Regions from separate parts of the Hordeum vulgare genome. Here region 2 is linked to region 1. A link is a contact called in public Hi-C data. All regions are on one chromosome and are shown on one strand. Each heading gives the region's core, a stretch centred on a gene start, on an enhancer-like site or on the middle of the called end of the contact. The rest is flanking DNA. Distances are from core to core; before and after follow the strand shown. Region 1 holds the start of LOC123425055 (sodium/hydrogen exchanger 1-like). Region 2 holds the start of LOC123425086.

The links. A called contact is a pair of places that touch in the nucleus more often than the background predicts.
Region 2: a contact with region 1 is called in a Hi-C map of seedling, with 2.9 times the contacts expected there. The contact joins the promoter of LOC123425086 here to the promoter of LOC123425055 in region 1. A contact is called at or near these places in 2 of 6 Hi-C or Micro-C datasets (leaf and seedling) and 1 of 1 datasets of contacts at active chromatin or transcription factors (embryo).

What each region holds. Positions count from the first base shown.
Region 1 is chr1H:76,832,560-76,836,621 of MorexV3_pseudomolecules_assembly, forward strand. It overlaps LOC123425055 (sodium/hydrogen exchanger 1-like), which reads right to left and starts at 1,342. Exons shown (of 15, transcript XM_045108723.1): 1 at 1,300-1,342; 2 at 697-918; 3 at 479-597. The coding sequence starts at 870.
Region 2 is chr1H:77,198,311-77,202,779 of MorexV3_pseudomolecules_assembly, forward strand. It overlaps LOC123425086, which reads right to left and starts at 2,084. Exons shown (of 1, transcript XM_045108757.1): 1 at 532-2,084. The coding sequence starts at 1,970. The coding sequence ends at 786.

The DNA of each region.
Region 1 (4,062 bases), core at 92-2,591:
AAATGAAAGCAAGTATGTTATACTTATACCTAGTTAATGAAAAATAGCCAAAATGACTGAATTGTAAAAGGGCAAGTGGAGCATTATATAACACAACCTAGAAATCTAGTTAAGGCTTACAATTAAGATTTCTAGGCTGTGTTATATAATGGTTTAGCTGTAGTTTTAGGATAACAGATGGAGACAAAAGGGAGTGGGTTGATAGTTGAATTATTGTTCATCTAAACCAAACAATTAGTAGTGCTATTTTCCTTGGTTAATTAACAGACGCACACACGCTACCAGATATAAACTGCATTATCTGAAGAAAATCATACTAATATATAAACTTTGATGTAGTCTCATTTAGTTATCGTGCGCTGCACATTGTTGAAAAGATTAAAAAACTAAACTAAGACACGTCAAGACATTTTCTTGCACAGAAAACAAAACAAGTGTCTGAAGATTAACTACTAGTTGAAGTACTTGATGAGCTCACCCGGCGTTAAATATGATGGGCGGGAGCAAGTAGATGAAGAAAATATCCTCGCTGAAGATAAGAATGCGCGAATTCACCCCCTTGGTGCAGAGCAGAATGACACCACCGGTGATGAGCCCCTGCGAGCAACAAGGCACGAGGAAGGACGGCTCAGGGAGGGCAGGCGAAGCGAAACCACAAGCACCTGGAGCGCGCGGCGTGGGGGGCAGAGGGCTCACCAGGACGATCGCGGTGGTGGATTCATTGACCCAGCGGTTCCCCTCGAGCAGGTGGCCGAAGACAATGCAGCCGCAGAGCAGCGCGATGAAGATGTTGATGGCGACGATGGAGTCGTGGTCCGACACCGCCAGCCCCGTGTACCTGAGAGCGAGCGCCCCCAAATCGGGCCCCATGCCGGCCGCCACCACGGCGGATCCCGGTCTCCCCCAGCCTCCGGCAGCCTGCAGCCAGCAGCCAAGAAAATTGTCAGAGCTGCGTAAGTAGATCCTAGCTACCTTCGCTTCTCCCCGGGAAGCATGGACCAGTAGAAGCAAGCTGTGAGCCGCTGAATCACCAATCAAGAAACCAGAGGAGCGGCACAGTGATTATAGGACCGATGAATCGCCAAGAAAGCAAGCAGCCCCCACAGCCCAAGAAACAAGAAAGCAGAGGCACGGAAGCCTGAAGCCGCACACAACTTCCCACTTGGCAAGGGGAAGCAGTAGATAAGCAAGAATCACGGGTATGAAACTCGAGCAGGATCCACTGGCCAATGATGGGGAGAACACTGTGCGGAGCAAGCGACATGACAAAAGGAACAAAGGGTGGCGACGGGCACGCACCTGGGCCGGACGGCAGATTCAGCTGCCTGCCAGTAGCCGGTCCGCTGGGATCTGGAGCGGGGCGGGGGGGGGGGGGGGGGGGGGGGGGAAGAGAGGAGAGGGGAGGGGAGAAAAAGTGTGGATGCGGGGGGCGGGCGGGCGGGCGGGCGGGCGAGCTTCGTTCGCTCTCTCCCGGTGGGCGATGTGGACGGAGACGTGAGGTGAGGGGGGTGGTGGAGTGGAGTCCCTCTCCCCCCGTTTCCCATCGCCATCTGGCCATGAGAGGGGCACGCAGGAGAGCCAAGCGGGAGGGGAGCGAACGAGTTAACAAATGCACAAATCGGTCACGCGCCGCGCTCAACGGCAGAAACCTGCCGTTGAAACCGCGCCCGGGGGGATGACTGGTGGGGCCGGACAGTGCGGGCCCAAGTGTAGTAGGAGGGGGGGTGGAGGTGGTGTTGGTGGGAAGGGCGCACGCGGGCGGATGATGGGGCCGACGTGGCGCGTCTGGATGGACGGGCAACGTGCGGGGGAGAAAGACGGCTCGTGCTCTGACCAGTGGTGGACCGTCCGCTACTGTGCTGTTGCTACCTGGGTCTGGGTGGATGGATTTTGACGCCGCGATGTGGGGGTGTGGTGTTTTGTCTGGTAATAGCATGGCATGATTCTACTTCTGCTTAGCATTAATAATAGCGAGAATCTTGAATCAGACTTGCCAAATCGATCCCTCCTATGTTCACGACTTCACGCACTCTCATTTATTCGCGGATGTGGGTGCTTACAGTACCTGCCTAAGTACTCCCTCCGGTCCTTTTTAGGCGCTGTTTGGAACCAACCAGATTATATAATCTGGTTTTATAATATATTGTATTTTCAAACAGGACAGTTTATATTATAGATTTTATAAGCTAGATGATCAGATTATTATAATCTCATAATCTCCTCTATCCCAGCTAAATGAGATTATGGATTATAAATGACGTGTTATCCTTGCAAATTTCAAGAGAATTACGCAGTGCCACCGTCACTTTCCTATTTTTTCTTGTAAACTGAGGACAAACATGTCATTGTACAATTTAAAAGTTGGTTTACAGTTTATATAATCTGACCTCCAAACATGCCCACCTGGATTATCTTTATAAACCAGATTATATAATCTATATTCATAATCCAGATTATTACAATCTATTATGGTTCCAAACAGGGCCTTAGTCTGCATATTAGCTTTGTCCAAAGTTAAAGGTCCTTTTTAGTCTGCATATTAGTTTTGTCCGAAGTTAAAGTATATTTACTTTGACCAAATTTATAAAAACATGTACTCCATCCGTTTCGAAATATAAGACCTTTTAGATATTTGACTATAGACTACATACGAAGTAAAATGAATGAATCTACACTCTAAAATATGACTACATACATCCGTATGTAGTATATAGTGGAATCTCTAAAAGGTCTTATATTTAGGAACGGAGGGAGTATCAACATTCACAATATCAAATTAATATTGTTAGATTCATTATGAAATGTAGTTTCATGAAATGTATATTTGGTATTGTAGATGTTGATATTTTTTAATATATATTTGGTCACACTTTGTAAAGTTTGACTTAACACAAATCTAATATGCGGAGTAAAAAGGACCAGAGGGAGTACTTGATTCACGACCATGGATCCCACTCCCTCCCCCTCCTAACCCTAGCCGCCCCACTCCCTCCCCCTCCCTTCTTCGCCGCCTCGTGAGGCAGCCGCCGGGCAAGCCCGGGGAGCCAAGGATCGTGGCGGCGGGGCCTTGGCTGCCCTGCCTCTGCGTGGGGAACTTTGGATCTGGAGCGACGGCTTCATGGACGAGGCACGACAAGCTACCAGCCGTGCGGACGGTGGATCTGGCGTCCGGGGCGCGCAGACGGCGGGATCCAATGGTCGTTGCCGGCCGGCGGCGGCTTCTGCGATGGTCAGTGCGCGTGATCTGGTGCATCCCCTCCTTCCATGTTCGGCGTGCGGACTAGCCTGGTCGGGCCGCGCTTTCTTGGATCGCCGGTTCTGTACAGGAGGCGTTGCTGGTGACGGGGATCTAGTTCGGACAAAATCCCTAGCCGCCCATGGGCGACCGCGTCGACGACGACGCCTGAGGACATCGTTCCCCTCCTTGGAGACGTCGGTATGGACTGACCTCCTCACTTCCCCTCCCCCTAGGTCTTCCGGGAGAAAGCCCTAACTTTGTTGGGCGGCGGCGGCGCTCACGTCATCGTTCCCTTCTTGAAGGCGCCGCTTTGGGAACCTTGGGGCTGGGTGGCGCTTGTGGGTGATGGGTGACGGCGGTGGTGCGACCCTATCCTAGCATGGATCTACGTCCGCTCCTTGGAGATGGACTCGCGTAGGTGGAGGTCGTCGTTTGGCGTCATGGTGGCGTCGATGGCGGAGGCACCTGCCAAGGCTGGAACCTCAATCTGCTCTCAAGATAAACCGGTGGAAGATGGTGGCGGCGACACATGTGAGTGCGTCAGACCGGTTTGTGTCCCTGACCCGGTATGTGGCTCGGTCGTGGCCTCCGGCTTTAGATGTTAGGCTTAGGTGAGAGGTCTGGGTATTTGGCTCAGCTTGCACCCCTTCGTCATATGGATAGGAGTAGCGGCAAATGTTGTCAAGATGGCAGATTCAGGCATATTGTTGTACTACTTTGTAAGGTATTCGAAAATAATCAATAAAATGGTCGCATGCATCTCCGAGATGCAGAGACCGGGGATCATCATCCTTTTCTAAAAAAATAATTATTCACGGATGTGG
Region 2 (4,469 bases), core at 834-3,333, 370 kb after region 1:
AAACAACATTCAGCTGTGAAAAATGCAAACTATACAAAATATGACAACATGAACAAACAAAGGCCATGAGCTTCAGATAAAGGGATTAATCCTGCAATAATGAGACACAGAAACTAACACTTCAGCATAATCACTCACTCTTAATTTGAAAAAATCCTTGGAGGCTTAGAAAATGAACTCTCTTGTACTAAACCATATCAACACCTACCATCTGGATACTATAAATTTTTCTTGCATATATAAGCAAAACAATCAAAATTCAGTTGCGAGAAATGTAAACTATACAGTACAAAATATGACAACATGAACAAGAAAAGGCCATCAGCTTCAGATAAAGGGATTAATCCTGCAATAATGAGACACAGAAACTAACACTTCAGGATAATCACTCACTCTTAATTTGAAAAATCCTACAAGGAAACCAAGCCTAATTTAAACTTACTCTTCACTGGGCCAAAAGCAAAAAATAATAATGCTCGCCGAACTTGATCACAACATTCAGAAAAATTAGGCACAGGAGACACAAAATCATATGGAAAAAGCTATAGGAAGAGTGCACAACGAAGGATCCACAGCTACGTGTGCTGTGTGCATCCCAGTTACATCACCGAAGTACCGCTAAGATGTCAGTTAACTGAACCAAGCCTCAGTTCAATCAAAAAGCAGAGTTGCTGCTGAACGAGTCCAGCAAGAACAATCGAGTAATGGCCAAAAATCCCTACAAACTAGAGGAGGCAGACCCACACTCCTCTCAGCCTATCGTGGAAGCGCGTCAAAGCATTCAATCAAGCCCCGAAAATTGCCGATAGCTCGCTGCACTGCTCGAAGGACCAAGATTTGCTGATCGGCTGTGTGGTGGGCCTGGATGTGGCCTGGTCAGGCGAGAAGTAGCTGTAGCTCTCCACCGTCGATGCCTCACTGACTTGTGACGACTCTGGCGTGGCCCAATCTTGGCCAGGGAGGAGGGAGGTGGTGCCATAGGAGGTGGTCAGGGGGGACTGCTGGAAGGCCCAAGCGCCGGTGTTATCGCTCAAGGGTGTCGTGGCATTGTAGCAGGTCAGCTCGGAGGTGGCTGTTGAGACGAGCTTGTAATTGCCCAGTGGTGCTTCGCTCAGGTCCGAATTCGCTGGCGTGGGCCAATCTTGGGCGGAGTGGAGGAAGGTGGTGCGGTCGAAGGTCAGGGCGTGGTCGGCGGTCATGGAGGAGCTGGAAATCAGCGGTGTGGCTCTGGGTGCTATGCGTGCCAGCGGTTCTTGCTGGTCCCCTGGTTCTTGCTCTGCCTGCGGCCGATCGACTGGAATCTCCCATGTAGCAGCCAGTGTGGGCGGATTTGGTGCGGCAGGAAGCAGGCGGAACTGCAGGCATCGCCTCACGCGGGCCGAGGAACCCTCGCCGGAGCGCTCGTCCGCGGCCGCCGCCTTCCTCTTGGATGTGGATCCCGACATCGACGACGACCCAGACGAGATGGGCTTCGAGGCGGACCGGCCTGCACGACGCTTCTGGTAGATTTTGCAGAGGACGGGCATCGGCTCGCCGCGGCGGGCGTCTTCTTGGCTGAACTCGAGCATCAGCCAGCCGTTCTTGGGCTCGTAGGTGAAGGGCTGGCGGTACCCGAGGAGGGCGCCGCCCCCGTCGAGCACGCCGCACCGCGCCTTCTCGGAATGCCAGGTGCCGACCCCACCCGCGACGGCGCGGCACCTGCGGACGTCCCGGCTGCTCTGGGCCCGCACGGAGGTGAAGATGTACCACTCCCTGCCCTCCCCGTCGTCCCTCGCCGAGGCGGGGAGGAGGCCGGTGACGAGCGCGGCGGGCTCGGCCGCGTACACGTCCGCGTCGTGGATGTACCAGGCGGCGGCGGCGGGGAGCGGGGACCCGGAGATCTTGCGGTGGAGGTAGATCGTTATGAGGTCGGCGTCGCCGGGGGCGAAGTTGAGGCCGCGGGCGCAGTCGGGCGTGCGCGGAGACGCCATGGGATGGGGAGGAGGAGGGATGGAGCTAGCTAGCTAGCTAGGGTTTGAAGGCGCGTGCGGGGTAGGGTGTGGCTGCGGTGGGAAGGCTTTCCTTTTGAAATTTGGTTCGGGGACGGGAAAATGCGCGTGGAAGTGAAAACGTGGAGAGCGGTGATCGTAGGTCAGCTCGGTTTGTGTTGCTAGGGCATCTCCAAGGTCCAAGCCATGAGAAACCCGGCCCGGTCGGCCCGACCCAACCCGCCCGATCCAGTTCAAAAAGCCCGACCTGATCCGATCCGGTTCAAAAAAGCCCGCCCCGACTTTGCCTACAGCCGGGCTCAGCCTAAGATTTTGAGTCCGGTCGGGCTTATCGGGCCGAACTCGGGACTGAAAAACCTGACTTTACGCCTAAGTCAGGTCGGGCTTACAAGGTCGGGCCCGGTCGGGTAGGGACTTAAGTTTTGTACCACAAGCTTTTTAGGCGCGACCCGAGTTTTGCCCAGGTATATCTTCAAGGGTGCGGCCACTCACCTAGGTATCTCCATCGCACCGAGGTTTAAATTTTGATGTTCGCATTATTTCTGAATTTATTTCAGAATTTTCAACAATACGTATTTAGTGGAAGGAGACGTTCTTCTTGACGTTGAAGCATCTATGATGACTACAGTAAATCTTAAAATGATATGGCGGTTCAATCTTTCGGGTTCTCATAATGATATGGTGTGCATGTGTGCGTTTATAAGAATAAGTGTATGTATGTTTATATAAACAATTGCGTCCGTACCGTATTAAAAAAGAATGAGGCCAACTCCAACGGGTTACCCCCAAACCGAGGTATGTATTATCTGAATTATGTATGTTTGAGTCGAACAAATAGATGGCGTTCGACTGTTTTTACATATGCTCTCGCAATGTGCCCTACTAATAAACACGTTTCATTCGGCCGCATGAAATGTTTGTAAATGAAACAAAAACTAAAATTTAGGCACCACGGCCACAGTTCACGCTAGCAACCATAGTTCATGTCGGCAAGAGCACCAGCACTAAGTACACACCGTCCTCATCGGCACCACCACCATCGTCACCACCGTCACCGTCTCGTCCTCCTCCTCGCCGTCACCTCCGCCTCCCGAGAACTCCGGCTTCACCGGGCTCTCGTCAACGTCGGTGAGCCCCTCCTCGGGCTCCTCCCACCATCTCCTTCCTCGCGCCGTCCCGGTTCCGTTCTGGCAAACGGCGTTCCGATCCGACGCCATTAGGTTCGCATAGGTGATCTTGGAGATGTGTCCCTCTCTCTCTGATGTTGAGTTCTTTGTTAAGTAGAGAGGTTGGAGAGAGAGAGTCTTTGAGAGAAATAAAAATAAACGATGTATTTGCGTATGTATGTATGTATAAATGTCGTACGTATTTTGTATGTATGAGATGCACGATGTATGTAATTATGTATGTAGGTATATGGATAATACGTGTATGTAGGAAATATGTGTATTTGGCCTAAGCCACTTACCGTTGGGGCCAACGCACCCCGCTGTCTATGACACGGAGCCCCCACAACCTCTTTTAAAGAAAAGTGAAAATTAAAATATAAAAATAAAAATAATGTTTTTATTAAATAAATAAATAGATATATTAATTAATTAATTAATTGGGTAATTATAATAGTTAGAGTATGACACGTGGGTCCCTCACTAAATTAATCTGATTAATTACTATTTAATCTTAATTAAAAACTTGTGTCTATGACGTTCGGGACCCACTGGTCAGTTGACCAGTCAACTGCTGATGTCAGCATAACATCATGCTGATGTCATAATAGCATTTTGTGATAAATCTGTTTTTAATTCCTAACTATTGAATAAAACTTTAAAAAAATAATATAAAATAATCCGTAAGTCAGATCAAAATATTTTCAACATGAAAGTTGATCAGCAGAACGAGACGAAGACGGATACATGGTCCATTTGTCTATCACCCGTCCCTAGCATAGCAAACATGGAACATTTCCATCATTTTCCATCTGTCCGGTAGTAGCCCGAGACCCGAAAAGTATAGTCAGATAATCTTCCGACCCGTCAATGACGGATGTTGCTGCATTAGCTCATGTCTAGCCTGCATCTTGCCATGTCATGCATTGTGTTGCACTTTATTGTTTCTTCCCCCTCTTCTTACCGGTAGACCCCGAGACTTACGCTGCTGTCGGGTACATCTACGACCCTGCCGATCAGTCCTTTGCCGTAGAGCAGCAAGACAAGCAAACCCCTTGATCATTCCTATATCGCCTATGTCTTTCTTCCTACTGCTTGCATTAGTATTTTGCTACTGTTGTAGTTAGCTCCTATATCTGATGCATAGCCTATTTTTGATGAACTGCTACTTTCAGTCATGTACCTTTAATATGCTTAGTATAGGTGGAGCAGTCATCCCCTCTGACCCCGTAGCCCAGTTGCCCCGCTTGTTTTCAAATCTCGATCCCTGATCGACGAGCCAGACCCGACACAACACATACACCCCCTTCGTTGT